Regions from separate parts of the Ovis aries genome. Here region 2 is linked to region 1. A link is a contact called in public Hi-C data. All regions are on one chromosome and are shown on one strand. The core of a region is the stretch at or near the end of the contact, and the rest is flanking DNA. Distances in the headings are between cores, read along the strand shown.

Evidence for each region. A called contact is a pair of places that touch in the nucleus more often than the background predicts.
Region 2: a contact with region 1 is called in a Hi-C map of mixed tissues, with 3 times the contacts expected there. The contact joins two enhancer-like sites. A contact is called at or near these places in 5 of 16 Hi-C or Micro-C datasets (liver, mixed tissues, muscle and 2 more).

Annotation. Positions count from the first base shown.
Region 1 is chr10:84,767,454-84,771,078 of ARS-UI_Ramb_v3.0, forward strand. No RefSeq gene overlaps it. Among named protein-coding and RNA genes, the nearest start is that of ARHGEF7, 24 kb to the right of the region's middle. Within about 2 kb of position 1,703, at least 12 of the 54 cell types and tissues checked have an H3K27ac peak or open chromatin away from gene starts, as enhancers often do. A contact at or near this core is called in tail adipose tissue, where this site is marked.
Region 2 is chr10:84,840,430-84,844,054 of ARS-UI_Ramb_v3.0, forward strand. It overlaps ARHGEF7 (Rho guanine nucleotide exchange factor 7), which reads left to right. Exons shown (of 21, transcript XM_042255073.1): 5 at 1,916-2,117. Among named protein-coding and RNA genes, the nearest start is that of ARHGEF7, 49 kb to the left of the region's middle. Within about 2 kb of position 2,057, at least 8 of the 54 cell types and tissues checked have an H3K27ac peak or open chromatin away from gene starts, as enhancers often do. A contact at or near this core is called in tail adipose tissue, where this site is marked.

The DNA of each region.
Region 1 (3,625 bases), core at 453-2,952:
GACAAGGAATTTGCACCATCTACGTTGGGCCACCGGCGCCCGCTTGAATATCTAAGGGTGCAGACGTGGAGAGCCTCCGCGCTCCAGGTGGAAATTCAGCCCGAGTGTCAAGAAACCAGGCCGGAGACTAGTTAGAGAAGCTGGTCCAAGAAGCTGGCCCCATCCTTTATTGTTCAGAAGGCCTTTTATACTTTTGATAAAACACAGAGATCAATGGGTAACACAAGACTATGTAGCGTTCGCAGCTCAAGCTCTTTCTATACATCATTTGGTATACAAAGGTCTCAGGTGATTTACATTATCTTCTGGCCAAGAGGCTTGTTAACACTTTTTGGCTCTCTTCCTTAATGAATGTTAATCTTGTTTCCCCTGAAGTGTTTTTCTTTAATCTACACCTCCTTAAAGCATTAACATTAAAGTTACATCTCTATAGAACAAAGGTGCAGTGGGACACAACAAAGAGGGTACTTAACTCAAAGATCTAATGTTGCTAACACAAGGTCTACTTCTTGTTTTTCTAACTATATCTACAACTAAAGGATGTGAAAATTTGGCAGCAAATATTGACTCAACAAATGAAACTTTTAATCAGTCCTATTCTAATGATTTTGACTCTTTAGAAGCCCCTACATTCCTAGGATGTTTTAAGCTTCCTGTGCCCCCTGCGGTCAGGAGGCCTCAAACAATCACACGCGCAGCTGTACGAGTCCTGCAGGCAGGCTAGAAAGCCATCAGAGGGTTTTTTGGATTGAAACACTCTTTTAAATGCAGAAGACTAAAGCCCTGAATTGACTTTTTCCAGAAAATATCAGAAGAGTGAAAAAGCAGAGCACAAAAGCCGGCAGATTTTTGTTGGGGTACATGCTTAGGAATTTCCAGAGGGTCCCTGAAGTCTGAGCACGCCTTGTGTATGTCAGCTTCCTTCCTCATGACCTTGTCACGGGCGGGATTCCTCACACTGGCTCCCAGCAGCCGAGCGAGGGTGACGTGGCCTCCGTCCTCGGAAGCCTGGGCCTGGGAGCTGGGGGAGCGGGAGGAGCCCTGCCCCAAGACCGCAGGGGCGCGCAGCACGCCGTGATCTCGGACTTCTGAGCTCCAGACCTGTCGGGGGACACACCTCTGCCGTGTGAAGTCACCCGGGCTCTGGTTCTTCGCTGTGGCCGCCTTTGCTGCTGCTGTTGCTCAGGCATGTCTGACTCTCTGCAGCCACATGGCCTGCGGCAGCCAGGCCCCCCTGTCCTTCACTGCCTCCCGGACTTTGCTCAAGGTCGTGTCCACTGAGTTGGTGAAGCCATCCGACCATCTCATCACGACGGCCTTAGGTAACTAATAAAGGAGGCAAGGCAGAAATAAGGACACGGTCGGCGGGCGGCTGTTCTCTGTGTAAAACCTCAGGGCCCACGACCTTGGGCGTCAGGCCCAACTCCTCCAGCCACAGGAGCGCTCACGTGTCATGCGACCCTCGGTGGGCTGTTGGGTCTGGTGCTCCCTCCTGCCCCTCTTGGAAACCTTGTCTTGAGGTGTGTCCTGCAGGGTGGCTCTGCAGAGAGCCCTGGGCTGGTCACTGCAGCCTGAGGTCCCCCTCCTGAGGGACAGGGAAGAGGGGCACCCCTCCCCCAGTCGCCACCCCCCATTCTGTGTGAGGTCCTCATTCACGGATCCACAGGGCCCACCCAGCCTCAGAACTCCTTCCAACAATCTGTTCCACAAGAATGCTTTCTCCATCAGGGGTGAGTCATAATACTGAGTCACAATCTGTATTAAAGCTATGATTCCCGATTCCAACATACTTGGAAGTTTACTAATCCACCCTTAGAGCTGATTTAAGGTTTTTTCCACTGTAAGAATCTGGCTCCAAAGCCATCATACTGGCATCTTGGAGGTGACTGATTTTGGTGGGAACCGGAAGAAGAAAAACCTGGGCAGGGCCCTGTCTGCCTGGAAGCATTTCCTGGTCCCTGTCAGCTCTGCCTCCTGTCCTGAGCCAGTAGGAAGTGAGAGGCCAGCCCATGTGACTAAGAGTGAGAACGTTCAAGAACATTCTTTCGTCCCCACACTAATCAGCGCACATTCTTCCCAAGGCGTTTCACAGAGTGTCGGTCGACGAATCTGACTCCTGTCCTCAAGCCAACAGCTAGGAAACGGCCCCTCGCCCCTCAAGCTCTCCGCAAGATGGGCACCTACTGGGTGATCTACAGCTTTTTGTCCTTTGGGATCGTTTTGAACGAGGAGGATTTTCTTTGCTTAAGTGTTGCAAATGAGCTGTTTGCTTCAAGTTCTGGTATAAATTATCTCTCAGCCTCTGAACTTTTGAAGACAGAGTCTCTTGACTGTTTTCTGCCAGGACGTTCTCCGTTGTGGGGCTGCCCTGGGCCGTGGGGTGTAGTGGCGTCGCTAGCCTCTACTCACCACAGCAGAGACCTAGCCCGCCTGGTGTGGCCTCGCCTGTTTGTTGGGAAGCCATCCTGCAGTCTGTCTACCCCGAATCCCCTTTGGGGCCTCCCTGGTGGCTCAGTAGCACAGAACCCGCCCGCCAATGCAGGAGATGCGGGTTTGACGCCTGGGTTGGGAAGATCCCCTGGAGAAGGGCATGGCAACCCACTCCAGTAGTCTTGTCTGGGAAACCCATGGACAGAGGAGCCTGGCAGGGTACAGTCCATGGGGTGGCAAAGAGTCAGACATGACTGAGGCAACTGGGCACGGAGCCCTGGAAGGGGCCAGCTTCGGTACATCTTGCCAACGCAGCCTCTGAGCACTCTGGAAGCTCACCGGTCGTGGAGGGGTGGGCGCTGCTGTAGACCTCACCGTCCTACTGTGCAGGTGAAGCTCCGTGGGCAGGTGCCCACCTCCACAGCACACCTGTGGCTCTGCCTTGAGCACCCAGCAAGGCAGCCAGCCCTCTGGCTCCACCCCTGCTGACTGTCCAGGGCTCTCTGCCGCCTGAGGCAGTCGGGCTCGTTTTCTCTCATTGACGGGGAAGTGCTAGAGCTTGGACAGGGCAGCCGTGGGCCTGACGGGTCTCCACGCCTGTTTGCTTTCAGAATTCCTTGGAGACACCTTGCAGGGAAAACCGCAGCTCCTGGGCAGGCGTGATCACAGCTGATGACTGACATTCGCATTTGAAACTTGAGCTCTTCCGAGAAGGACAAGAGTGTACAGATCAACCAGCTACCTGGAGTCTAGGTTGCTGGCCTCGGCTGGGACGCAGGTGTGTTAAGATCACATTGGCTGGTGAAGTGACTCCATCTTCTGGCAAAAATTTGCTTCATGTTGTACCCTGAAGTAATTTTTGGCTGAAATATGCCGTCCCAGCCAAATCCATTTGGATTCATGCATCTCGCCCTTGCCCACAAATGTTGAAAAAAGCTTCCTCAGGAAATTAAACTTACAGAAGAGGCTGAACTTCTGGTCGAAAGTGACCCGTTATAGGGAATGTTAACTCTAAGTCAGACAGGGGTAATGGGGGCTGAACAGAAACCAAATCTTCTGGGTGATTCGCAAACGCTTCCGTGACAGTGTGTGCGTGATACACTATCTCACAGAAAGACTGCACACTCTTGCTGCTTGTTAGACGCTGGTCTAATGGGTTTTCTATTTTTAGAGACTAACCATGTCATCCAGCGGA
Region 2 (3,625 bases), core at 807-3,306, 73 kb after region 1:
CACCCCGACGGGCTCTGCAAAGCCAGGATACATCGCAGAAAAGAGAAGGTCGTGGCGATCAGAGTGGACAGTTGGTGAGAGATGGCGCTGGTTCGCAGCCGAGGCTCGGTGGGCGGCTGTGTCTGACCAGGGCAAGGGCGGCCTCCCTGCGGGGCTGTGACCCATCCAGCCTCCACCTCTCAGGTGCCCCTGAGCTTGAGGGGACAGTGCTCAGTCCAGGGTTCCTCCAGATGCTTAGAAGAGATCCCTTTATTGAATACTTTAGGTATTAAATATTAAGTTTGCATTAAGGGTCTAATTCAGTAGATAAAGGTGGATGCATTGATTTGAATTATTAAGTAAACACGATTTACAGTAGCCAGTGCATGTTTAAATAGGTAAATACATGTGAACTCTCGGAGGCATCATGTCAGCTCCTCCGCCTGGAGCCCTGAGCACTGTCTGCGCTCTCAGTCTTTTTCCTCCTGTTCAGCGATGCACGCGCCTACTGTAGAGTCGGGTGGTTCTCTGAGACTTGCTACAGGAGAAAATCAGTAGAGACGCCACTTTTCAATGTCTCTGTAGGTTCCTTAGGTATTTGGCTGTGTCTCTGATAAACGCCCTGTGTAAAGCCTGTTGTTCGACAGCACAGTGTTGGGCTGTGGCTGCCCTGCAGTGAGAGGGGCGTCGAGCCCCCCCCCCCCCACCCCCCCGCGTCCCCTGTGCCGGCGGTGGCTGTGGTGCGGCAGCATCATGGCTCAGGCTCAGTGGGGCCTGGCCTTCCCAGACGGCATTCTGTGTGCCTTTGGCAGATGGCAGTCTACTCTCTGCCTTCTTCGAAAGACGCTCCTCTTGGGCCTTCAGACGGCTCAAGGTGTCCCGATTTCCTCTTCCCCGGGAGCTCACACGCCCCCTCGGCCTCCGGCACCAGCGCCTGTGGGCTGGCTGCGACCCGAGTCCACCCCTCCACTGCCTCCATCCTCATCTTCTCTCGGTCAATCCTGTTTTGGCGGGGTGCGTCTTACATTAACGTCTTGAGTAAAGGTGCTCTTCTTGCGTCTCTGCAGATGTCTTTATCCAGATACTAAAGTCTCTGTCTTCAGTTTTCTCAAGTTTAGGTGTGACGTGAATTGGCCCAGGTATCTTGTTTCCTGTTTGGGCTTCACTCAGCTTCTGGACGTGTGCTTGAGTCTTTCGGCACATCTGGGACACGCTGAGCTGTGCTTCTTAGACTCCTTTTTAGCAGTGTCCTTTCTCTAACAAGACTGTGGTTCCAGTGTCAGATCTTTGTCGTTTCTCACAGGTCCCGGGGATCTCATAGTTTTCTGTTTTTCACTATGTCAGTCTGAGTAAGTTTTGTAAGTTCTACCCTATTTCTGAGATTTTCTGTTTCATTCGTCTGTTTTGAGAGAGCTTCGCCTCAGTGTTGGTATCTGTCTTCTCAGTCGAGCTCGAGTTTGTTTATTCGTGGAACAAGGGGCATCTTAGCTCTTAGACACTTTTGAGAGCGTACTGGAAGACGTGGGATCCTGTTCACATCTGTGTCAGGCCGCCGTGGTCCTGGCTGAGGGTTGTAGGCTGTGGTTCTGGGGCCAGGCTCGTTGACCGGGCGTCTGCGGGGTTCCTGCTGGACCCTGACTGTGGACGGGGACGGTGAGACTCGGGGCCCGGCTCCCGCGCCGAGGCTGTGGAGCGCAGGGGCTTGTGCGTGTGTGTGGAGTGTTCTGTGGGCTAACGTGGCCCGAGTAAGGCCTTGCCGGCGGTTAACGGGGTTTTCTCCGGGCCGGGGCCTGGGCGGCGGTCGGGGCAGGGACTCCCGTGTCTCCAGCCGGCCCCGCGTGTGCCGCGGCTCTGCTGCGGTGCTGGGTCGCACCTGGTCTGATCGCAGCGACGGAGTGTTGTCTTCATGATGTCTCCCTCCCTTCTCCCCCTGTAGGACATGACCGACAACAGCAACAATCAGCTGGTCGTCAGAGCCAAGTTTAACTTCCAGCAGACGAATGAGGACGAGCTGTCCTTCTCGAAAGGCGACGTCATCCACGTGACGCGGGTGGAGGAGGGGGGCTGGTGGGAGGGCACGCACAACGGCAGGACCGGCTGGTTCCCCAGCAACTACGTGCGCGAGGTCAAGCCCAGCGGTGAGTGGTCGGCGGCCGGGGCGGGGCCGGGGCGGGGCCGGGGCGGGGCCGGGGCGGGGCCGGGGCGGGGCCGGGGCGGGGCCGGGCCGGGGCGGGGGCGGGGGCGGGGGCGGGGCGGGGCCGGGCCGGGGCCGGGCCGGGGCCGGGGCGGGGCCGGGGCGGGGCCGGGGCGGGGCCGGGCTTGGGAGTCCCAGCTGGGAGTGGTCCAGCCCTGGCGGAGGGTGAGAGCCTGGCCACACTGGGGGCTGGAGAAGGGGCTCCGCACTCAGGCCGGCGTCTCCTGCCATCGTGACACCAGCAGTTGAAAACAGACTCACTCTGTTCTTTACCGTCTGTGAGGAGAAACCTGTCACGTCTGTTAGTTCTTACTTTGTCGTTACACATTTGTATAAGGTGTAGTTCGTCATCCTTTTGGGGGCTTGAAGCTTGCTGTATGCCGCTGGCTGTGTAGCTTCTTACCGTGGGTGCTTCTGCCAGTCATGTGATGCTGAGTGATTTGTCCGTGTCTTTGCACTGGTGTGGCACTTTGGAATGCATCCCCTTCTGTACGTTTTCTGTAGTTGCTTAGCAGTTTCTTGAATTTAAAGAATTATTGCAAGGCCTATCTAATTTTGGAAGGGAGTGGTGGTCCTGGCATTGCTTGCATTTCTGCTCAGGTGTGATCGCGTCGTGGCACTGCAGGCGCTCCAAGGCGTGGCTGCTCCCAGTGGCCTCGTCAGGACACCCCAAAGGGTCAGGAGCCTTTGGCCAGGAACCTGGGGGCAGAGACCAGTATGCGTGTGTGTGTGATTTCACGGCCAGATCGCGTCTGTCCTGCTGCTGCTGCTGGACTGTGTTGTTTCTGGCTTTGGGCTCTGGTGACTGATGTCACTGCACGTGGGGCTGCAGGTGTCCGTCTGAGTCCTTTCGGGTCTCGTGGGTACGTAGCTCGGAGCGGAACTGCCAGCTCATACGGGGACTCCGTTCAGGTCTTGAGGCCCTACTGTGCGTCGCACACAGTGGCTCTCACACCCCACAGCAGGGCACGGGGCTCCTGTTCCTCCATGTCTTTGCCAACACTTGTTTCCTGTTTTTTTTTAATTTTGTCAGTAGCCATCCTAATGGTTGTCAAGTGGTATCTCATTGGTGCTCTTTATTCTGTAGTTGATCAGAAAAACAGCATTTGTTCATTATTAGAATACAGTTAAGAGTAATAGCCAAGCTTTTGTGTTCTGCTTCCTATATAAACTTCTTTTTATCTGTGACTTTCAGTCCTCACCACAGCCCCAGAAGATAGTGTTATCGGGGTATTCAGGGAATAGGGTGCAAATAAAACCCTCCTCTGAACACCCTCCTGTTAATCTGTCCCTGGGTAGAACCAGCCGAGGGCGCGGCGCTGGTGTCCAGCTGCCTGCGTCACAGACATGGCTGCTGGGAAGTGTGCCTTAGTCTGCAGCTTGGCTGGACTCAGCAGTCCCCGCCAGCCCGTCCAGGGGCAGCCCTGGCTCTGGCCCCTGGGCCTGAGTGCT